6 separate regions of the Mus musculus genome follow, and regions 1, 3, 4, 5 and 6 are each linked to region 2. The links are chromatin contacts, called in public Hi-C and HiChIP or PLAC-seq maps. All regions are on one chromosome and are shown on one strand. Each heading gives the region's core, a stretch centred on a gene start, on an enhancer-like site or on the middle of the called end of the contact. The rest is flanking DNA. Distances are from core to core; before and after follow the strand shown. Region 1 holds the start of Dars (aspartyl-tRNA synthetase). Region 2 overlaps Gm41950 (a long non-coding RNA gene). Region 3 has its middle 120 kb from the start of Gm23056. Region 4 has its middle 99 kb from the start of Gm23056. Region 5 overlaps Dars (aspartyl-tRNA synthetase). Region 6 holds the start of Mcm6 (minichromosome maintenance complex component 6).

What was found. HiChIP or PLAC-seq counts read pairs in DNA pulled down with a chosen protein or histone mark. A called contact is a pair of places that touch in the nucleus more often than the background predicts.
Region 1: a contact with region 2 is called in a Hi-C map of B cells, with 48 read pairs. The contact joins the promoter of Dars here to the enhancer-like site in region 2. A contact is called at or near these places in 3 of 39 promoter capture datasets (the C10 cell line, hippocampal neurons and neural stem cells), 2 of 15 datasets of contacts at CTCF or cohesin (CD8 T cells and large pre-B cells), 5 of 484 Hi-C or Micro-C datasets (B cells, Sertoli cells, cortical neurons and 2 more), 17 of 115 datasets of contacts at active chromatin or transcription factors (the 230-238 cell line, the SCID.adh cell line, SST interneurons and 13 more) and 2 of 9 other capture datasets (liver and pancreatic islet).
Region 3: a CTCF HiChIP or PLAC-seq map of CD8 T cells shows a contact between it and region 2, with 8 read pairs. The contact joins two enhancer-like sites. A contact is called at or near these places in 1 of 15 datasets of contacts at CTCF or cohesin (CD8 T cells), 4 of 484 Hi-C or Micro-C datasets (CD8 T cells and natural killer cells) and 5 of 115 datasets of contacts at active chromatin or transcription factors (CD8 T cells, embryonic stem cells, regulatory T cells and 2 more).
Region 4: a CTCF HiChIP or PLAC-seq map of CD8 T cells shows a contact between it and region 2, with 6 read pairs. The contact joins two enhancer-like sites. A contact is called at or near these places in 1 of 15 datasets of contacts at CTCF or cohesin (CD8 T cells), 1 of 484 Hi-C or Micro-C datasets (regulatory T cells) and 3 of 115 datasets of contacts at active chromatin or transcription factors (CD8 T cells, bone marrow-derived macrophages and regulatory T cell precursor).
Region 5: a contact with region 2 is called in a Hi-C map of bone marrow-derived macrophages, with 2.3 times the contacts expected there. The contact joins two enhancer-like sites. A contact is called at or near these places in 1 of 15 datasets of contacts at CTCF or cohesin (CD8 T cells), 3 of 484 Hi-C or Micro-C datasets (Sertoli cells, bone marrow-derived macrophages and muscle stem cells), 3 of 115 datasets of contacts at active chromatin or transcription factors (SST interneurons, bone marrow-derived dendritic cells and bone marrow-derived macrophages) and 1 of 9 other capture datasets (adipose tissue).
Region 6: a CTCF HiChIP or PLAC-seq map of CD8 T cells shows a contact between it and region 2, with 7 read pairs. The contact joins the promoter of Mcm6 here to the enhancer-like site in region 2. A contact is called at or near these places in 1 of 39 promoter capture datasets (pre-B cells), 1 of 15 datasets of contacts at CTCF or cohesin (CD8 T cells), 16 of 484 Hi-C or Micro-C datasets (the Ba/F3 cell line, bone marrow-derived macrophages, cerebral cortex and 11 more), 5 of 115 datasets of contacts at active chromatin or transcription factors (acute myeloid leukemia, bone marrow-derived macrophages, effector CD8 T cells and 2 more) and 3 of 9 other capture datasets (adipose tissue, liver and pancreatic islet).

What each region holds. Positions count from the first base shown.
Region 1 is chr1:128,415,929-128,419,660 of GRCm38.p6, forward strand. It overlaps Dars (aspartyl-tRNA synthetase), which reads right to left and starts at 1,488. Exons shown (of 16, transcript NM_177445.5): 1 at 1,224-1,488. The coding sequence starts at 1,289.
Region 2 is chr1:128,546,709-128,550,296 of GRCm38.p6, forward strand. It overlaps Gm41950 (a long non-coding RNA gene), which reads left to right. Exons shown (of 3, transcript XR_878510.1): 3 at 2,581-2,698. Among named protein-coding and RNA genes, the nearest start is that of Gm41950, 6.1 kb to the left of the region's middle. Within about 2 kb of position 1,708, at least 105 of the 459 cell types and tissues checked have an H3K27ac peak or open chromatin away from gene starts, as enhancers often do. A contact at or near this core is called in the 230-238 cell line, B cells, the Ba/F3 cell line and 11 more, where this site is marked.
Region 3 is chr1:128,765,553-128,768,840 of GRCm38.p6, forward strand. No RefSeq gene overlaps it. Among named protein-coding and RNA genes, the nearest start is that of Gm23056, 120 kb to the right of the region's middle. Within about 2 kb of position 1,604, at least 69 of the 459 cell types and tissues checked have an H3K27ac peak or open chromatin away from gene starts, as enhancers often do. A contact at or near this core is called in CD8 T cells, natural killer cells, regulatory T cells and 2 more, where this site is marked.
Region 4 is chr1:128,785,435-128,788,885 of GRCm38.p6, forward strand. No RefSeq gene overlaps it. Among named protein-coding and RNA genes, the nearest start is that of Gm23056, 99 kb to the right of the region's middle. Within about 2 kb of position 2,052, at least 101 of the 459 cell types and tissues checked have an H3K27ac peak or open chromatin away from gene starts, as enhancers often do. A contact at or near this core is called in CD8 T cells, regulatory T cells and regulatory T cell precursor, where this site is marked.
Region 5 is chr1:128,397,472-128,400,916 of GRCm38.p6, forward strand. The region is part of intron 4 of Dars (aspartyl-tRNA synthetase); the gene reads right to left. Among named protein-coding and RNA genes, the nearest start is that of Dars, 18 kb to the right of the region's middle. Within about 2 kb of position 1,735, at least 103 of the 459 cell types and tissues checked have an H3K27ac peak or open chromatin away from gene starts, as enhancers often do. A contact at or near this core is called in bone marrow-derived macrophages and muscle stem cells, where this site is marked.
Region 6 is chr1:128,357,571-128,361,183 of GRCm38.p6, forward strand. Mcm6 (minichromosome maintenance complex component 6) reads right to left here and starts at 2,135. Exons shown (of 17, transcript NM_008567.2): 1 at 1,889-2,135. The coding sequence starts at 1,995.

The sequences.
Region 1 (3,732 bases), core at 238-2,737, 130 kb before region 2:
CCTGCCTCCTATTTCTACAACTAATAACAGGTTACATAGTTTGAGAATGGCAATATTATCAAATTTCATGGAGTAAGTTAGGAAGAGGAGCTGAAGTTCAGGCTATAAACTACACTTATTAAACAGTTACGTAGTCTTTCATTTTATCTTACCTTACCTCTACAATGTTCTTAAGTTCCTTCCATTTATTTATAGAACTCTATTATAATGTCTACCATATACTGTATCTTATACCTATACTACTTACAATGGTGTGTTGATAATTTATACAATTAGACACACTAACACACAAAAATAATTTCCTTAAATTTTTTTTTAACAAGGTAGTTTTGAAAGATGTCTGAAACAGTTTCTGTTCTTCTACATTCTCTTGTTGAAATTGTTTCTTCAATATGAGAGAACTGTCACATAATGGTATGTGCCATAAATAGGTGGTGCATTTGAACCAAAGGGGGGTGAAAATAAGAAAAAAAAGTGTTATTGTTTCTATTTAGTACTCACATTTCAGCAGAACTAAATAGTAACTTATTATTCTGAGTTATGATGTAGTTAGCAAATGCTGAATTCCTCCACCAAAAAATTAGGAGCCAGGAAAAGATTAAGACTTAAGTATTACTACAAACACCTAACTTAGAGGATTTCAAACCTTGACTTCTGCAAAGTGCTATGGATCACTGAGGGTTATCTCTGGGAATTGCACTACCCTACCTCACAGAGTCACTGAGAAAGGAAACCAAGATAACACGTGTTGGCAGCTGTCACAAGGAAAAGTCATTAAATACACTGGCAGCTCGTGCTGCAAAGGGCTGTCTTTACTGGCCAGAACATTATGAGGGCTGAGGGTATCGATTAGTGGTGCTTTATCAGAAATGTCCGGGGACTGGGCTGGTGTGTTCCGTGCAGGACGTGCTAACCTAGGAAGGCTCGAGTGAACCTCGCCGCAGCTACTTCCGGTTCCGCGAGCGCCCACGTTTGCCTGTCCCCCCACCCCCAGGAACACGGTTCTTCCAGGCCACGGTCCCAAGAGTTAACAGTCCCGAGTAGTTGAGGCCGCGAGCCCAGGCACGGCCCCTGGGGTCCTCGGGAGCACTGGCCTGCGACGCGACACCCCACGCCGCGGCCTGCGAGTAAAGCGCTGACGGGAGCTACGGAAGCGGCGCCCGGATCGCCCCACTCCCTCCCTCAGCGCACTCCCCGACCCGGGGGGAAAGGAGGAAACCCACTTCCGCCGCGTCCACGATCTCCCGCGGCTTCTCCTGACCCTTACGGCTGGCGTTGGTGCTGGGCATCAGGACACTGGATTTGGGGAGTGGATACCACCCTCCCTCGCAGGCTTCCGTAGGACAGGCTAAGAAGCGGCTCCCTCCCGCACAGTCTCGCCCTCCCAGCCCGGGTTCTAAGCCCCCAGTCTCCGCGTGGAACCTTGGCTTCGGAAATATCGCGAGAGCCACAGCGAGCTCTCGCGCGCCGCCGCCAGCTCCTCCCTCTGCCCCGCCCACGGGAGTCATGGGGCGTGGCCCAGAAGTGGGTGTGGTCTCGCAGGATAGGCTCCGAGGAATCTTCCCTGCAGAGCCTCTTGACATACCTACCCTCTTGGTCTAACTTCATTCCAGTTAATTGTCTTCCCCTTGCTCCCAGAGTCCCTCTTTTTAAATTTAATTCTAATTATTTTAAAGACAGGGTCTGTGTAATGCTGTCTGGCCTGGAACTCACGAGGATCCTCCTGCCTCTGCTCCCTGAGTGCTGGGATTAAGAGTGTGAAACACCACGAGCTTGCTTACTTGTATATTTAGAGACAGGGAGTTGGGGGTGGGGTGAGTATCATTGTTTCACCCTCCCTGGCAGACAGCTTGTCTCGCGTCCTGCCAGCTGGGATCTCCGCTTTTGGAATTGATGCCTTCACTGCCCTGTGGAAGCCTGTCTCTTGGGTCAGAGGAGGTCTCTGGGCAACCTGCTCTGTGTGGGAAGGCAGGATGCTGTGTTAGAGGTAGGCAGGTAGGCTCCTAAGGCAGGATGGAGTACTGTTTTAAAAGCAATAGCCTACAGGTTTTCCTTGACTTGTTGTGTTGTGAAAGGCAATGCATAGTATAGTGTTGGTTGTCTAATGGGTGAATCTTCCCTAAATTAGACTTTTGAAAAATGCTGTCGTTTTTATTGAATGTGGGCTTTGGTAATTCGGGCCTGCAGTTAACAGCACTCAGGAAGCAGAGGCCAGCCTTGTTTGCGTAGTGAGACTCTATCTTAAAACAACAACCAAGAAGGAAAAGTTTGTTGGGATGAAATTTGAAGACTTGATTACATACTACTTCCGGTGCTGGACACAAGCTTTAGCCGTCTTTGTCACATTTTAGCTGTCTGTAGTGTCTTATCTTGACATAAAATGTCATGGTCAATACTTGTTAACAGGATACAATTGGACCCTCCTCCCCAACCCTACCTTATCCCCTCAAATGAAAGCTCTCTGGGAATAACTTTACTTAGATCTGGAATCCAGGTAAGATTTTACTTAGATCTGGAATCCAGGTAAGATAGATATGGTGGCTCCAGAAGTGTAGTTTACTATGTAGTTATAGGTGGGGGAAAATATGGTTCAATTAACTCATCAGTGGTTATAAATATGTGCTTTGTGCTAAGCGTTATATAAACCATTGGCAATAAAATGATTACTGATGGTTCTGGCCAGGATCCTGAGCTGATCTTTCTACTTGACGCAGGCTGACTGCCGAGAAGAGACACATCTTAATCTGCTACTGTTTGCTCAAAACAGAAGAATGTATTCATTCCTTAGGGAATGATAGTGAATACTTATGGTCAATAGCACATTCCATTATAGTCAAGGGATTCCAATGCAGAAAGCATCTGAATTGGCTCCATTTCTAAAAGAAGTATTTATTCTCTTAGCCTTAGTACTAATGTATGCCCTGATCGACAGAAGGCAACATATAAATTCTATTGTCATTTGGTAGGGTGGAATTGTCATATTTCAGTGTGTCCACAAGACTCCTTTTGTTTGTTTGTTTCTTGTTGTTTTCCTGCATATGTCTTACTGTGCTCCTTTGCTTTGATAGAATATTCTTATTTAGGTCATAACTTTGGAGTAACGATGTAAATATGTGTAAGAAATATCAACTATGACTTTTTCTATCGAATACTGTAAAACTTGTGTTTAAAACCAGGAATTCAAATCTGTTTATCTCCCTTTCCTTACAAGACTTATGAAAATGCTTTAGTTCCCTACCCAGTAAAACCTTTGTTTACACAAAGGCTCCATGCTCTAGACTAGGAATTCAATGGCCTGGAACAGTGACCCTTTTCTCCTTGGAGCAGTGACCCCTTCCTGCTTCTTCCATTTCCTGTGCACCAGTTCTTTGCAGACTAGCCAACTGAATAAGACTGTGAGGTCGGACCCCAGCCAATGGGGAAAAGACACAGCTGAGGTAAAATAAAAACCAAATGTACTTCCTGTGTTGGGATGTTTGCTCTTCAGAGGATACCCTTTGATCAAGAGTCAAGTTTGCCTTGTCCAGATACTTCGGTTGGACTGGTCATGTCTTTCTCTGTGTTCCTGAACTTATTTCTAACAATATGTGCTCTTGCTTTCTCACCTAACAGAAGAAAAGCATTTGCTAGCTACATCAATGGACACACGCTATACTCCTGAGGTCTCCCAAGTGTCAGTAGTTGGGGTTTCTCAGCAGAAGAGCATCTTGGCAGATTGGGGCCAAGGAATGC
Region 2 (3,588 bases), core at 458-2,957:
CACACACACACACACACACACACACACACACACCCCCAACAACACACACACACACACACACACAGACACACACACAGACACACACACACACTTCTTATGTGGATGCTGATGACAGAAATTAGGTTTTCATGCCTGTGGGACAATTCATTTTAACAACTGAACTATTTCTCCAGCATCCACATGGTTCATGTATCCCTTTTGTGACTCTAAAGAATAAGGTCGAGGAAGCCAGGGTTTCTTCTCCCTTTATGAAAGCTGAAGGAAGAAGCAGCTTGAAAGAGAAACATGCTCTGTGGATATTTAAGATGCTCAGGTTCAGCCATCTTCCATCTAAGCTGCATTTGGAACGCATTGTGTGATGGACAGGAGAATATGAGAACAAGAAAGCCCAGCCGGTTATCTACAAGCCACCATCGATCAGGAAGAATTAGCTCATTGTGGTGAGAGGAAGGGAGCAGGAAGAGGGCTGGAAAAGGAAATTGAAAATGCTAATGAGCGTGAAAGCACCTTGGCCCCCTTTCCCTTTCTTTCCTTACTCAGATCTTCCTAAGATTAGGGCCCTGCAGGGAGTACAGGCTCTCTTTGCACTCAAGTTGGAGGTGCTCACAGAGTCGCTGGCTTTACACGCAGGAAGTATGGGTTAAACATCAGCAGCAAGGCCTGGACACAATGTTTCACAAAGATCTCTTTCTATCTTTTGTTCTTTGCGAAGCAAGCGGTCAGGAAAAGGGCTCTTCTGTCAAAAGTGCCTTTTCTTTGGACAAGTCTGGAAAAAGAGAATTCCTCTCACCTTAAAAGAGGATTTGAGGGATAGGGATGTGCCTGAGCTGGTAGAGTTTGCCTCTCATGCATGAGGCCCTGGGTTTGATCTCTGGTATCACAATAACCCACAAATGGCACTATGGACTTGTGATTCCGTACTCTGGAGGTGTAGGCAGGAAGACCAGGAGTTCAAGGTCATTTTCAGTTATTTAGTGAGTTTGAGGTCAGCCTGGGCTATGTGAGATCCTGACCTTCCTCAAACTCCCAAGCTAAAAGAGACGAACTATGATGGAGAGGTGGCCCAACAATTAAGAACTTACCTGAAGAGCACTGGGGTTCGTGTCTCAAGAAAAAAAAATCATCCAAAAAACAAACCACAAGCATCTCAGAGCTGCCCATAACTCCCGCTCCAGAGGATCCCACACTCTCTGCAGGTACTTGTATGTGTGTGGTGCACAGAGCAGGTACACATAGCACATACACACACATAACATGGAAAACAATTTTTCTTTTTTAAAGAGAGATGCCTTCATGATTGGAGTCTTCTGTTTTTGTTGGAACAGCATGTGAGTTTAAGAGTTTTGTGTCGGGGGGGGGGGGCACCAGGGAGATGGTTCAGTGGTAAAGTACTTGCCACACAACTGTGAGGACCTGAGCCTGGACCCCCAGAACTCACATACAAACAGATGTGGCAGTGTGCGTTGATTGTCTCAGTGCTCCTATGGGGAGGGGGAGAACTGCCAGAGACTCAGAAACCAGCTCTGTGGTGTTCCCAGTGATGGACAAGAACAGGGGCATCCTCACTGGAGCCAGGTAGACGGCAAAGACCTATACCCAAGGGTGTCCTCTGGCTTCCACACGTGCAGCATGGCATGCATATTCTTGCACTGACACACATGAGCACATATACACAAAGCATTTTTTTAAGTTCCTATTTTTTAACTACCCCTTTATAGAAAGCTGTGTTTGCTGGTGTTTAGAGGAAGACACAACTTGCACTTGACCGGGACCATAGTCTGGAACTTCCAGGGGTTGAGTTACACCTCCTCCACAGAGGCTCCAGAGTTTGTAGCATCAGGTGTTGAGAAGTGGCCATTTGTTAGAGCAGTGGTAGCTGAAGGACTTAGCTTGGAGGCATGTGTATGCATTAAGCTCACTGTTGTCATTTAGAGTGTCATTTGTAGTGGGCTGATGAACTGTTAGAACTGTAGTCTTCTACCTTGCTAACACTGTAAAAATCACATGGAGAGCCCAACTTTCTCTCTGTGGCCCTGTCTCCCTGCAGTCACATCTCCATTGTGTGTGTGTGTGTGTGTGTGTGTGTGTGTGTGGTTTTAACCATAACAGTGTGTGAAGCTGCTTATGTGAGCTACGTGAAGCAGTCAAATTCACAGAAACAGAAAGTAGAAGGTGGTTTCCAGGGACCGAGGAGAAGAGAAAAAGGGTGAGTCATTGTTTAAAGAGTGTGGCACTTCAGATTTTCAAGATGAGAAAGTTCTAGAAACCCTATCCTATGCTCATCTACTGAACTATAGACAAGAATGCTGTGATGATATTTTATATACTTTGCACTAAAGGGAAAGAAAGAGCAATAGAGACAAAAGTGTTTGGTGTGGTTTGGATATGCTTAGTCCAAGCAAGGTTTATGGAACTTGGTTCTCAGTGTGGTGGAGTTAAAGGTCTGTGAAGAGATGTTTAGAGTATCGGGGTTTGCTGCCCCGAGGGCAGGCTCTTAGGACAGCACAAACCTGACCCCCCAGTGGCTTCCTGGCCTCCTGTTTCATCATATATTCACACGTATTCTCTCTTTCTTGCCAGGATGTCACTCACTATGATGTGATCCAGTCTGAGGAGACTCTCACCAGAGGCTGAACCAATGGAACTGCCCAATCTTGGATGTCTAGCATTCCAGATTTCAAGCTAAATAAACCTCATTCTCCCCCAACCCCGTGTGTGTGTGTGTGTGTGTGTGTGTGAGAGAGAGAGAGAGAGAGAGAGAGAGAGAGAGAGAGAGAGAGAGAGAGAGAGAGAGAGACAGATAGACAGACAGACAGTCAGAGAGACAGACAGAGACCGGCAGACAGTGTGTCTACTGTGGTTTTTAAGACCACATTTCTCACTGGCCTGGAACTTAAGTAGCCTGGCTGTGCGTACCCATGAGCCCCAGGGATCTGCCTGTCCCTGCTTCCTCGTACTCTCACTTTAAGCCACGACCATCACAACTGGCTTTTTTTTTTTTTTTTTAACATAGGTTCCTCAAGCTTGCCAGGAGAGCACTTCCCTGACTGAGCCATCTACCCCTAGACCTACTTTTCTGTCCCTTAAACAATATGCCTTCCAGCCACGGCTTAATCCTTGTGTGCTAGAGCTAAGTGCAAAGCCTGCCACAGACTCTGTGCTGTTCCAGCGTTCAGAACTGGACTCCCAGAGTTCATTCCTTGTGTGACTTCTCTATCTCCCCTGTCACTATCAATTGCTAGCCACTGCATTCTCAGTTTGCGATGAGACTCTCGCCTGTCACCCCCACACACATTTAAATCCTCTCTTATCTTAATCTGTGAGAATCCTGAGTTGATTCCTAGACCTTCCTCTCCCCCTCCCCAGCCTTCCTTATAACCAAGGGACATGCATTGCAGCTAGGGTTTGATGTGTTTTTCTTTAAGTTACAGTTTGTATGTATGTATATAGGTATATCTGTGGTGTGCATGTAGGCATCCATGTGCCACAGAGCTCACATACAGGCCAGAGAACAATTTACAGCGGTTAGCGCTCTTCTTCTACCTGGTGGGTTCTGGGATTGAACACAGGTTACCCGGCTTCGGGAGC
Region 3 (3,288 bases), core at 354-2,853, 220 kb after region 2:
TTAGGGCTCGCTTTCTTTTCTGCTTCTCCTGACCTGTTTCTTCCTCTGGAGAATGGTGCTACGGGGCTGCATTTACAAGACTATAAGGGGACCCTTGGGGGACCCTGACCAACAAGGAATGATCATTCATCCCCTAGTGTTGGAAATCCCCACTGCTCCTCAGACTGACAGACACTACTGATAGTCCCCGGAACTGTGAGTCTCCCAGTAAGGTATGACAAACCTCAGGCCCATGTTTTCAGATAACTGTTAGTGGCCACAGAAGTTCCCCCAAGATGGTTGGTTAACCTTTGTCAAATCTGTTCTGACTCTGTGTGGGCAGCTGGGTTTCACCAGGAGGGCACTGAAAGTACTTGCCCAGACAGTCCAAGCCTAGAGCCAGGAGATCCCCACGTCTTCTTCCCTCCCTCCTGCATGGCTTCATAGCCTTCCTCTCTGACATATAAAATATGATATCTTTGACATATGTTCCTGAAAACTGTATACAACACTTGCTTCCAAACTTCTGTAAGGGGGGATCAAAAGAGGGTCCAGAAGCTTCTAAAATACAGATCAGAAGTTCAGTGGCAATATCAGTCGGATGAACTGGTTTTTCTGAACGATTTCTGCAATTAATACCATGGAATAAAGGAAGATTATAGCTTTAAAAACTGGATGTGAGAAGATAAATGTCTCTTTATTTTTCATTGATCAATGAGTCCCTGTATTCCAAAGAAGGTACTGACCCTTGCTGGTGTCATGAACTTCAGTATAAAAGAAGGGGAGGAGTGGGTTCAGTCAATAAAGGGCTACCCAGGCAAACACGAGGAGCTGGGCTCTCTATGCCAACACTCGTGTTTAAACAAAAAAGCTAGAGGTAATGATACGTGCCTGTAATCTCAGCACTGTGGAGCTGGAGCAAGGAGGAGCCTGTGGCCAGTCAGTCTATCCAAATCAAACCAGCAGCTCCGAGTTCAACAAAGTGCCCTGGTTTTTTTTGTTGTTGTTGTTGTTTTGTTTTGTTTTGTGTTTTGTTTTTTGTTTTTTTTAAGGTGGAGAGTTATTGAGGTAGACACCTGATTTCAACTTTTGGCCTCTGCATGCTTGTGTGTACACATATACACACCCCAAAGCAAACAAGGAAGGGAGGGAGAAAGAGAAAAGGAAGGGGGGGGGGGAAGAGTTGCTTTCCTTTGTGTGTAGAGTGGACTGCGAGCAGCTAGGCTCAGAGCCATGACTTGGAGAGCCTAGGCAGATGGCTTCATAAACACAGTCCCTGGGCGGCAGAGGTTTGGATGGTCTATCAAGATGAAGAGCACAGGCTTGAAGCTGGGATATCTGTTTAACGATGAGGCTAGACTGTAGGGAAGTCACACGTTTGACTCTGTGTTTAAGAAAGGTCACACGTGGAGAATCTTGTATCAGGTGGCTAGCCCCCGCAGAAGACCTCACAACATAGGTTTCAAGTACCCGTGAACCTCAGATAGATACATCCTGTTTTCTTTTTTTTCTAGCCTTTCAAAAGTGGTATTCAATACTCGAGAAAACCTCAAAGCTTTAAGTTGGCACTAGCCAGCCCAATTTAAGGTCAGGTTTTGCATAGAAGACTCAGACAGGAAGCAGGCTGGTGTAAAAGCAGCCAGAAGGGTAACGAAACAATACCACTCCATCCACCGACTATGCATGGAGATGTGCTATGTCATCTGATGGTAGCTTTGTTTTCCCTTAGCAGTTTCATTTGTGAAAGTGACTACTACCCTTTAGCACGGCCCCTAAGATGGCTGTGTGTAGAGCAATTTTAAACCAGCAACATGGTCGCTCTGGTAAGGAATCACATCCAAAAACATCCAAGGTCTATATGATCTGGCTGGAATGCAGGCATTCCCTGGATTATAATATGATCTGGAATATAGATACACCCTTAGTACTCACCTTTAATCCCTAACAATGAAGTAAGGTTAGTTTGTAGAAGGAAGCAGCCATGGTCAAAAGTGATGTTTAATTAGGGGATGGTCAAAGTGACAAATCAGAGAAAGGTTTGGCAGAATGAGTCAGAGATAGGATGTGCCCAATTCTCGCAAGAGCAGGCAGAAATGAGAGGCGGCTTAAGAACAGTGCAGAGAGAGCAGCAGTCACTTCAGTCTATTGAGAGCCAGTGGAGTGAAGTCAAGTTCATGGCAGTTCATTTGTTGGCCTTTCAGTCCATGGAGTTCAGAAGCAGTTTTTAACCAGGACAGTTTTACAGAGACAGGTTTCAGAGAGAACAGCGAGACACAGGTGAAGACAGAATGAGCTAGAAGACGAGAGCAGATTACCAAAGTTAGTTTGAGGCCAAGCAGAGCAGAGCAACTCAGTCAGAAGCTGAGATTGAAGCCAGATTGAATCAGTCAGTTTGGAGAGGAATTTGGTCTAGAACAGCTAGTTGAACCAGCCAGCTAGAGTTCAGAAAGAACTAGAAAGTGAGGGTTTACCGGGCATTAAGCCACAGAGATGACAATTACATCAGGCGAATGAAAGTTACATTTACAGCTGTACAATCCTTCCGAATGAAAGGAAAGTTTCACTCTGTAACCTGGAGTCCATTCTCAGTCATGACTGAGCCGTGGATGGCTTGAGCAGGTATTGCAACATCTAGTCAAAGCAGAGTACAGTCTTTTATCTCCTTGGTGCGTGTTTGTGTGGGCATGCCTGTACATGCACATTTACGCATGAATGTGGAAGTCAGAAGACAACCTCAATTGCTCCTCATGGATGAAGCACCTTGTTTGTTTGAGACACTGTCTCTCCCTGAACCTGGAGCTCCTTGAGTATGGAGGCTGCCTGGCTAGCCCCAGGGATCCTGCTGTCTCTACTTCCCAGTGCTGGGGATAGCAGGTACACTCCATACCATGCATGGCGTTTTCCGTGGGTCCCAGAGGAAACATCGCCATCTTTCCAAGGAGGGAAGGAGTCAGATCGGCAGGGTGTCATCTTCGCCGTGTGCCCGTTATGGTTTTATGACCCCAGAGTATCATTCATCTGTGACAAGTCTGTAGGCTGGCCTGTTAGATTTTAAACTGTTGAATTTTCATAATCTGTTTATGAGTGAGTCTGTTCCCCACTGGTTATGACTCAGGAATCACAAGGAGTGATCTGGAAAAGTGGATGATTTATGAGAATAAACAGCCAACTCAGTTGTCCCTCTCAGACCAGACAGTTTAAAGCAGAACTAGAGACCAGGCGCTTTGATCTTTTAAACAAGCTTTTTAAAGAGCATGCGTTAATGATCTATAATAATGGTTTCATTATGCCATTTCTGTAAAGCGTATA
Region 4 (3,451 bases), core at 802-3,301, 240 kb after region 2:
TGAACCTAAGATCCTCCTGTCTCCACTTACTTCCTACATAGTACATTACTATGTTGTGTTTTATCCAGTATAGTAGAGATGGAATCCAGGGTTTTGTTCATGCCAGACAAGTACCTTGTTAACTGAACTATACCCCCTAGCTCCTTGATGGTCCCTGCTCAAGAGAAAATTTACACTTGACTCTTAAAGCCATTGTAGCCAGCCCTTTAACCTTTTTACTAAATTTTCTACTGTCAACAAATAGCACAATGGTAGGAGGCTTGAAATATGTTTCCTTTTCCTGATCTTTAGTAGAGCATTGCTGGGTTCAGTGAAAGACTTGAAGGAGGGGCAGGAAAAGACAAGTTCTATGTGCCAGTGGTGTCAAAGGCTATTTATAAGTTCATTGAATGTAGCTCTTCCAGCTGTGTGTGTGGGGGGGGGGGGTAAAAGGCTTTCACCCTGTACAACCCTTGAGGAAAGCCAGGTCTTAGTTTTGTCTATACATGGACACAATAGTAAACACTTCTAAACCAAAAAGCACCTCTCAGGTTCCTTTGGCACACATTCTATGAGTTGGTGAAGGGAAGGAATCAGTAGAGTGTATGGACAAATGGCTACATGAAATGATGTCATATGATGATGTAAGACTGTGCCTGCCTCAAGGTTTTGACTATCAAAGACACTTTGCCAAAGTTACCAAGATAAGCAATGCTCTTTTGCCTTTCCCAAGATTTTCTTCTCTCTGCCATTCCCCACCAGCACCACAATACTGTTTGCTCTCTTCTCTCTAAACCATCTTCTGTGTGGTGATATCTCACATTCTCAGATTTGTTTTCTCCTACTATTAACAATATGCATCCTGTCCCCAACATCCACCCCTCTGTTTTAAGTGCAGGGATCTTTGTGCATTCAAGGCAAATAGCTACTTAATTTCTTCTTCTACATTTTCTGGAATTTATGCCTGATTCCTTTTCAGTCCTCCATTTTCCATCTCTTAATCTACCTTTCTATCCTTTTTTATCTGCCACATAAAGCACTAATCCATATATATAATATATACCCATTATATATTTACCTACCCAATATACATATCCATTCATCCATCTTACCTATATCATTCATCCATCCACCCTACAACCAACTTTTATCCATCCATCCATCCATCCATCCATCCATCCATCCATCCATCCATCCATCCATCCTTCATCCACCCACATAACCACCTATTCAACCATCTGCCAACCATCAGCCAACCATCTATCCATCTAATCCATCTAACCAATCATCTTACCCACCTATACAAACACCTACCTATTTGCAGGAATGATTTGTCTTTAACAACCTTAATATTAAACTTTCCTCGGTTGAAAGAGTTTCTGGTATGATCCCAGGCTAACACGGTAGGTGTTTAGAGAGAACATATGGTAGATTTAATTATCTTCTGTTCTCTAATCTCAGAGCTAGCTAGGATAGATCTACAATGTCAGGATAAAAAGCAGACTTGAAGATGGCTCCCTCCGCTCAGCGTGCAGTCACTTCTCCTGACAACAACCAGAGTGTGATGTAACCTGCGTCTGTGGCAACAGAGGCCCAACCAGTGCGGTTGGAAAGCCCAGGTCTGAGCAGGTGTGAGCTCTGCAAGGCTTCTGCCCTGGGTCCAGCCGCTGACCTCCTCTTGGGGAGTTTTGGTGGCAGCTTCATCTGTGGTCAGGCCCCTGGGATTGTGGGTCTGGTCTTTCCTGTCATTACTTTCACTCTGAAGAAACAGTCTCTCAGAGAACTCAGTCGGCCTGGGAAAAACTAGCTCCTGTCTCAGAGACTGATTTAATCGCTTTGGGTAGAGGCTGGTCTTGAGGCAAAACAGTCCTTCTCACGTCAAACATGTCGGACATGTCAACCCACAGTTTCTCCACGTACATCTTGGGCTTTCTCAGTTTGGGTGTCTCGGCATCACCGGCACAGTCAGCCCACGAGGTGTCTGGTTGGCTTAGGTCTAGATGTGTCAGTCACTCTGGGCTTGGTGCCACCCCGGCTCAGGGTATAATCAAAATCTGCAGCTTAGTGGGACATCCTCCTGTTCCGGGTGACTCACTGTGACAGCTGGTAGAACTTTTGTTTATAACAGCACTGCCTACTCACACTGTCACCTCAACTCCTACAAGCCACTTCACAGGTGGCCTAACTTTTGGAGCAAATAACACTTTTTTCCCCCAACTGTTGCTCTTTTGTCTTTTTTTTCTAAAGTTACCTAAACAAAATTAAGCCACGAGAGTCCATTAATAAAAGGTTTCTATAACAAAATTATTGGCACACTGCAAGGGGCTACAGAGGAGAGTAGGAAGATCAATATTAGCTAGGATAAAATAGCAGGGCAGGCATTACTCAGGGGAAATTTGCTCTTAAGTCTGAAGGGAATATAGATTTGCACCTGGGCAGTCAATGTTAGAATATGATGAACTGTGTATTAGAATCAGTGGGCTGGTAATTATTTCAGGCGACTTCAGAGACTCTAAATGTGCTTGAAATAAAAAAAAAAAAAAACTAATGAACAAAAGCCTTGGCCAGATCCTTTCAGAAACCAGGAGCCAGATCGAAACCAGAAATTTAATTTTTGGTTTTGCACAAATAGAAACCAGAAACTAAGGGACACGGATCTATCAGATGACAAAAAGACAAAGAGTGTTTGGTTCATCCCTGGATGCCTTCAAGGCTACTGAAGTGGCCGATGGCTGCCTCAGGGCGGGAGGGAGTGGAGGATAAGAACGAAGAGCAGCCTTCTAGATGGGTGGCTAATGTGAAGCTATTGCTCTTCTTTTAGGCTCCGTCTTTTCTGGTCTCTTGGAAGCTTCAGAAGAATATGAGAATGGTTATGGAGCACAACAGAGTCTGGCCTAAGCGCTTCAATGTAGTAGGTGACAGTTGGCTCTCTGTCTTTGTCACAGGAGCAATTAACCTGCAGGCTGATGCAGCAGTGTAACAATCTGGCCATTGCTGGAGCAGTACACCGGCCTTGATACCGTTTGCCGGTTGTTGAGGTAGTGATCTTTTGATGCCTCTAGATGGCTCTCTGTGAGGAAACTTGTTCAGCCGCAGCTGTAGCTCTATAGTTGTAGCTCTCAGGATCCCAGGGATATGGAAGGGAACAAGAGGGGAGAGAAAAGGAATTCCCAGGTAAAAAATAATGTATAAGACACATGGGCATACAGGTTACCTGCTTGTACATAAACACACATGTACCGACACACACAAACACGCACATACCTATAGGCACATAAACACAACACATGTACCTACATGCACACAAATGCACACAAAGTATGGGCTGCAGGAGGCATTGGGTGAAGAGGCTAGCTATACAAATGATTGTATTTTTCTCTTGTTTGCTTGGTTTTTATCCACAGACATTACTTTCTCATATTTCATCATATCTCCAAAATTGTATGAGAGAGAGAGAGAGAGAGAGAAAGAG
Region 5 (3,445 bases), core at 485-2,984, 150 kb before region 2:
AAAGATGAAAAAACAAAACAAAACACCCAGATCCTAAGGAGTTAAATAATCAGCTGACCACAAATAAGTCAAAGGTTATTTGTTACTAAACCAAAAAGTAGCACTAAATTTAAATATATCTTCACACTTGCAAACAATACACTTTCATTCTTTTTTGGAGACCCCCCCCACCCCACCCCCCGCCCCCAGACAGGGTTTCTCTGTGTATCCCTGGCTGTCCTGGAACTCACTTTGTAGACCAGGCTGTCCTCAAACTCAGAAATCCTCCTGCCTCTGCCTCCCAAGTGCTGGGATTAAAGGCATGTGTGCCACCACGTCTGGCTACACTTTCATTCTTAAGACCCTATGGGCTACAATGTTTCTCTAAAGCTTTGTGACACGCCAAGTAATGGGCCACCTGCTAAGAGTTTTCCAATGTTCAGGAATCTTATTACCTTCTTCAATAGCACTGATATAGTTTGATGCCCTAATGTTGTCAACTTCAGCAGAGCTCAGCAGAATCTTTGTATGAAATAATAAGTCATTAATTATATTTAAGCTAGGTGATTTAATGCCATAAACTAGCTGGGAATTTCTGACATCAGATTTCAGACTTAATCTTATGTGTGTATGGAGCTCCTAAGGTCAGAGAATAACTTACAGTGCCAATCCTTGCCTTCTAGTTTGTTTGAGACAGGGTCTTCTTATCATTTTCCTGCTTTGTATGCCAGGCTAGCCAGCCAGAGCTTCCAGGAAGTCTCCTGTCTTTACTCTTCTATATCCCTGTACAAGTACTGGGATTACAGACCTGTAGGATCCTGTGTTCATTATTTACATGGGTGATTCAAAATCAGGTCCATAAGCTTAAATGATATGGCAAATGCTTTACCCACTGAGAAATCTTCCCAGTCTTAGACTTAAGTTTTTTTAAAAATTACTTATACATTTGTACATGGCTGTTTTGCCTTCACACCATATGTGCACAGTGCTTACAGGTGCCAGAAGAGGATGTCAAATCCCCTGCAACTGGGGCTATAAACAGTTATGAGCTGCTATGCAGCTGATAATCAGATCCAGTTCTCTGTAAGAATAATTCGCTCCCTTAATTGTTGAATTATCTCTCCAGGCTTCCTAGATTAATTTTTTGTTGTTGTTGTTTTGTTTTTTTGTTTTTCGAGACAGGGTTTCTCTGTGGATCCCTGGCTGTCCTGGAACTCACTCTGTAGACCAGGCTAGCCTCGAACTCAGAAATCCGCCTGCCTCAGCTTCCCAAGTGCTGGGATTAAAGGCGTGCGCCATCACTGCCCAGCTCCCTAGACTAATTTTTAAAGCATACCTTTATCCAAAATTTCAGGACAGAGCTACATAGTCATTTCTTCCCTAACAGATAGCAACTTGTTCCAACAAAGAGTCAAAGCACGTAGGTTCAAGGAGCAGTAATGAATAACAATGCAAAGGCTTAGCCTAAGCTACCAACTTATCCAAGTGGATAATTGGCTTCTTTGGGTCTCAACTCTAGGTAAGTATTTACTCTTACCAGCAAACTAATATGTTTCCATAGTTTTTAATCTTTTTCCCCTTGTTGACCCAAGTTTGGCCAAGTGCCCGGACCAGTACAGATGTTAATAAATAAGTTTTCTAAGTCAGTGAGACTTCTGAGTAATAGTCTTTCTATTTCACAGCTCTAATAGTTACAATGTAGTAAATCAGAATGTTTATACCTACCAACCAGTGAAATATCTATTTTAGGAGAAATATCTCAAAGGAAGGAAAGTAAACAAAACTAGTATGTAGCTAGGTGACTCACTAGAGAATGAGGAATGTACTTGTGACTCAGCTGCTATCAGTAAATCATTTAACCACAATGACTAATACAAAGAAAAATAAAGCCAAGCACATATATTTATGTACAGAATAAACTTTGTTTTCAGAGTCAAAACAGCCTGATGTTGAGGTAGAGTGAGGATGAAGAATAATACGTAATTCTTAATTTTAAAAACTACTGAAGCAGAGGCCAGGAGAACTCTGTGAGTTCCAAGTCAAACTTGTCTATACAGCAAGTTCCAGGCCAGCCAGGGTACAAGGTGAGAGACTGTCTCTAACAAAACAAACATTGAAATTACTATCCATATTAGTTACAGCTCTTTAAAGCTGCTGCTACAAAATCAGCCTTAAGCCTCAAAAACTTGCATTTATATTAACTGTTGTCCGCTATTAATACTCGATACTGAAAGGCTTCCAGAGCACCTTACCAAAATAAAAACAAACAAATCCAAAAAACTGCCTTTATAAGACTTAATTGTAACTCACACAAATGATAATGAATTAAAAACTTTTTTCAAAAGAAAAAAAGTCCGACTTCTTGCTCAGCTCTTTAAAGAATCAGGTGACAATGTAAAGTGAGGTCAAAAGCTCAGCCCTCTGCTTCCCGAGAAATTCCATTTTCAGAAAGACCGTCAACCATTTCAGACACACAATTAAGATTCTGGCCTTAAAATCCCTATGGAGGCGGATGTGCCAACCTCCCTGTGTAATTCATTCAGCTGCTTCATTTTTCTGCTCATTCAGTCACAAGAAAATTGATCTAACAGATTGATTAAAATGATCTGCTCAAGCGTCCTATGGCACTGAATCTAATTAGTGAGCCAACTTTTGGGTGAGAATATTGATAAACTGGACGATCCCAGGACACATTTCCCTCCACATTAAATTCCAATGTTTCTTTTCAAGGAAAAAAATTTCAAAAGCTCAAAATTAGCAATACAGTTTAGTCAATAAGGACTCAGATTTAATATCTAAAGTAAATGCTAAGATCATTATCTACTTAAGATATTAAAAGTGACCTTGATTTTTGCCTTTTAAGTGATTAGGAAACCCCAGCTGGAACTATCTGATTTGGTATTTTTAATAGTGGAGTCCTAGCTTTTCTCCACCTGGTAAAAGACCAATGGGAATAGGGTTAAACATAGGGCTGTATGGAATTAACATATAAATACCATTCTCCCCCCCACTTTGTAGAGTAAGTTCACTGTTTTATTGTCCAGTGTCCTTGGGTTGCAATCTTCAAAATGGAAACACCTAGAGAGCCAACAGAGTTCAGGTCCTCCCTCTGCAGTAAAATCAGCCACAAGTATTTCATATGTAAAACTGACCCAGGAAAGAAGTAAACACTAAATGAGGGTTAAAAGCAGCCTTTTCTTCATTTCTGCGGGTATTATTTTCTAAACCAGATTCTGGCAGCACTGTTAGCTGGCCCACTCCCTAAGCAGCTGGCTTCCCCCAAACAATGTGCTACAAAATATTCTTTTCAATCACTTCATGCTTCATTGGTCCTCAAATTTTTAACGTCAGCTAAAAACATAAGTAAGCTTTTCACTGTATTTAAGCACAACACCCAGAACTGGTTTAGAAGCTGGTCATGTGTTGTTTTGATCTTAATAGGAGGCCACTGCATATTTTATGGAAC
Region 6 (3,613 bases), core at 885-3,384, 190 kb before region 2:
GTCTGGGTTCCTTCCCTAACATTATTAAGAAAACAAGCAAGCAGCAAAAAATAGATAGCTGAGCCACCCGTGGTGACTCATGGAAAATGAAACTAACAGAAAATTTAGACATAGCTGGGTGGCGACAGTGCACACCTTTAGCCCCAGTGCTTGGGAGGCAGAGTTAAGCACATGTCTGAGTTGAAGGGGCTACACAAAGAAACCCTGTCTCAAAATAAAAACAAACAAAAAAGAAATATTTAGACTCTTCTGCAAGCAAAAGCAAAGCTGCTCTGTGAATGGAAGTTGATTATTTTAAAAACTAAGTCCTGTTTATGCTTAGCTCCAGCTCTTAGCTACCAAGAAAAGGCCCTTGGCATCTGGAAAATAGCAGGCCTGCTGGGATCACAGGCAAAGAAGTAGCTACTGCTTGTTGCCTGAATGGTCTAAAGTAGTGGTTCTCGACCTTAACGCTGAGACCCTTTAATACAGTTCCTCATGTGTGATGACCCCAACCATAAAACCATCTCATTGCTACTTCATAACTAATTTTGCTGTTATGGACCATACTGTGCATATGGATCTGGTATGTGCCCCAAGGGATCCTGATCTACATGTTGAGAACTGCTGGTTTACACAGACTTTAATCAAAAGGAGACTTGGGTTTTGAAGGACAAGCAGCTGTACCGACTGCCAAAAACATTACAAAGGTTGGAACATAGAATTTAAATTCCAGAGGGTTATTTTTGTTTGTTTTGTTTTTCAGCACCAGACTTTCTATGTAGCCCTGAGCTCTGTCCTGGAACTCACTTTGTAGACCAGGCTGGCCTTGAACTCATAGGATCCGTCTACCGCTGGCTTGTGCCCAACACTGGCCTGCTTACAGTTTTAAGTATAGCAGAACTTCAAAAGATAGCTGTAGAGCCAAAAGGACGACTAGATCAGCAATATGTGGTAACCAGTATACGCGTGCCATGTCATTTTATTCTGCCTTAAAAGGCAAACCCTTGATTACAATAAGCTGCATGTCTAGCAAAATTAGCCACACACACTTATCGGAGGCACCTATAGTGATCCAGTTCAATGTTAGAAGTGTGGCAGGTGTCAGGAGGCTAGGAGAGTTAGAGAGGCTCTAACTATTTAGTAGGTAGAGTTGGAAGAGTTTCAAACAGGGATCATTGTACAAGTTGAATGCACCTCAAGATGCTTGTTGTACACTCCCAAAAGGTCAAAACTCTTAAGTTTTTGTTATATACTGACATAATCTTTAAAAAGAAAAAGAAAAGAATTGTTTACTATTGGAGGCGGAAGAGTAAGGAGCACACTGGTATGTGGTTGCTGCTAGGTGCTAGAAGCGGAGGGAGGGATGGGAAGGAGGCAGCTAGATGTCTAGAACAATTCTTTCATTATATAGGGCAGAACTCATTTCACTGAACAGTCATCAAGCCATAGATTCCTGTTAGAACGAGCTGGCCCAGGTTTGCTTGCATTGCAAGCTCCTGGTTCTGGGCTGTGTGCCCAACCCTACTCAAGAGGTAACGCCCCCCCCCCCCCCCCCCACCTCCCAAAAAACCAAACTCTGGCCTCACTGGGTTGCGACGTGAGTCCTGCTGGGATTCATTCCCAGCATCGCCCCAACTAGTCATGGCGGTGCACATCTGTCATTCCAGCACAAGCTAAGCGGAGGCTGGAGGATTACAAGTTCAAAATCATCTTTGGCTACACAGCGAGTTCGAAACCCTGTTTTAGAAACGTAATGAAAAAGCAGCACAGTATGACACAAGGGAGCGCTGCGGTGAAGAAAGGAGTCGAGGAGGCTTCGGATTCCCGCCGGGCCGGGGCCCATCCCTTCCGGAGCACACATGGCCCCGGTCTCCGCCCGGCCCGCGAGCCCCCGGAGGCCACTCACTCTTCCAGGAAGTCTAGGAACAGCTTCTGGCATTTCTCGGCCACCTCGTCGCGCACCTCCGGGTGCTGGCTTCCGGCGCCGGGCTCCGCGGCCGCTGCGAGGTCCATGGCGGCGCCGAGAGTACGCGCTGCTGAGGGAAGACCACCGCGGAGGAGAGTCCGCAGCTGCAGATAGCCCGGCCGCAGGTTCCACGCGTAGCTCCTTCCGCGCTGCCACTTCGCGCGCGCCTCCGGCTAGCCCCGCCCTCTCACCTCAGCCAATAACAGGGTAGGAGCTGAGCTACTTCGCGCCAAACCCGTCCAATCAATGGCGGTTCCGTACAGAGCCCCGCCCACCGCACGCACTTTTCGCGCCAAAAGCATACGCCATGAAGCTTTTGCCCATGCGCAATGTAGTCGCACCCACCCTCTGGTTGTTTTGGCTTGAGGAGCTAACCCCTCCCTCTCTCCCTTTACCCCCAGAGTTTATGTATAGACTTTTTTGGGTTTTTTTGTTTTGTTTTTGGTCACTCAGGGTTAAACCTACTGTGAATTGTGCATCTGGAGGAAGTAAGGTATGAGCAAACCAAACTACAGGAGAGAGCCCCTTAAAAGTCAGGTGGAGGACAGGAGCAAAGGCTTAGAGAGTAACTCATTCCGCAGCGGACCCAAGCTTGTTTCTTAGCAGCTACATGAGACAGTCACCACCTTTAACTCCAGCTTAGCGACTTTGATACCCTCTTCTGACTTCTAAGAACACATGTGCATACACATACACTTAAAAAGACAGAGATAGATATATTCTGACAATCTGCATACCATTTGACTTTCTTTTCTTTTTTAAACTGAGAGGGTCTCACATAGCCCAGGCTGGCCTTGAATTCTGGGTTCACGTGGTGCTGGGACTGAACCTAAAGCCTTCTGAGTGTAGAACAAGGACTACCTTGCTAGTAAATGATCCACATTGCCAGTCCCTCCTCGACTTTGATAGCTTAGTGCTGATAACTTGTTTCACCACCAGCACTTTTATCCTGGGCTTCCAGGACACAGTAAACCTGGACCAGAATAAATAAGTCACTTTTTCGAGGCTTACTGGATGTTAAAAATTTAATGCCAGGCAGAGTATATAAAATTAATACTTTTATAATCTATTAGGAAATATACTATAGAGATCTGCAATTGAAGGTGTTGAAGACTTGAAGCCTCAAATCCCTCCCTCCTTTGCCAACTCCAAATGTAGCCTTCACTGAGTGAGAATCCTGGGGCTTTCTAGAGAAACAAAACTGATAAAGACACACACACAGGATTTACTAAGTTTAGCATACAGGCTGTTGTCTGGCTAGCTCAACAGTGGCTGTCTTCCAATAAAAACGCCAAGCAGATGGTGGTTCAGCCCACAAGGCTGGATGTCTTAGCAGGTTTTCATTAAATGTTGGGAGTCCTGAAGAAACAGGTTCTAATACATTAATTGCTGCCTCAGCAGCAGGATGATAGATGGACTTGCCAGTGAGAGTGAGGACAGGCAGGCAAACGCACAAAAGGCTTCCTTCTGTGTCATTTTAGGTATGCTGTCACCAGGTGTGGCCCAGATATTGGATGGGCCTTTTTATTTTTAGAGAGAGTATTTCTTTTCTTTTTCTTTTTTTCTTTTTTTTTTTGTTTTTTTGTTTTTTTCGAGACAGGGTTTCTCTGTGTAGCCCTGGCTGTCCTCGAACTCAGAAATCTGCCTGCCTCTGCCTCCCGAGTG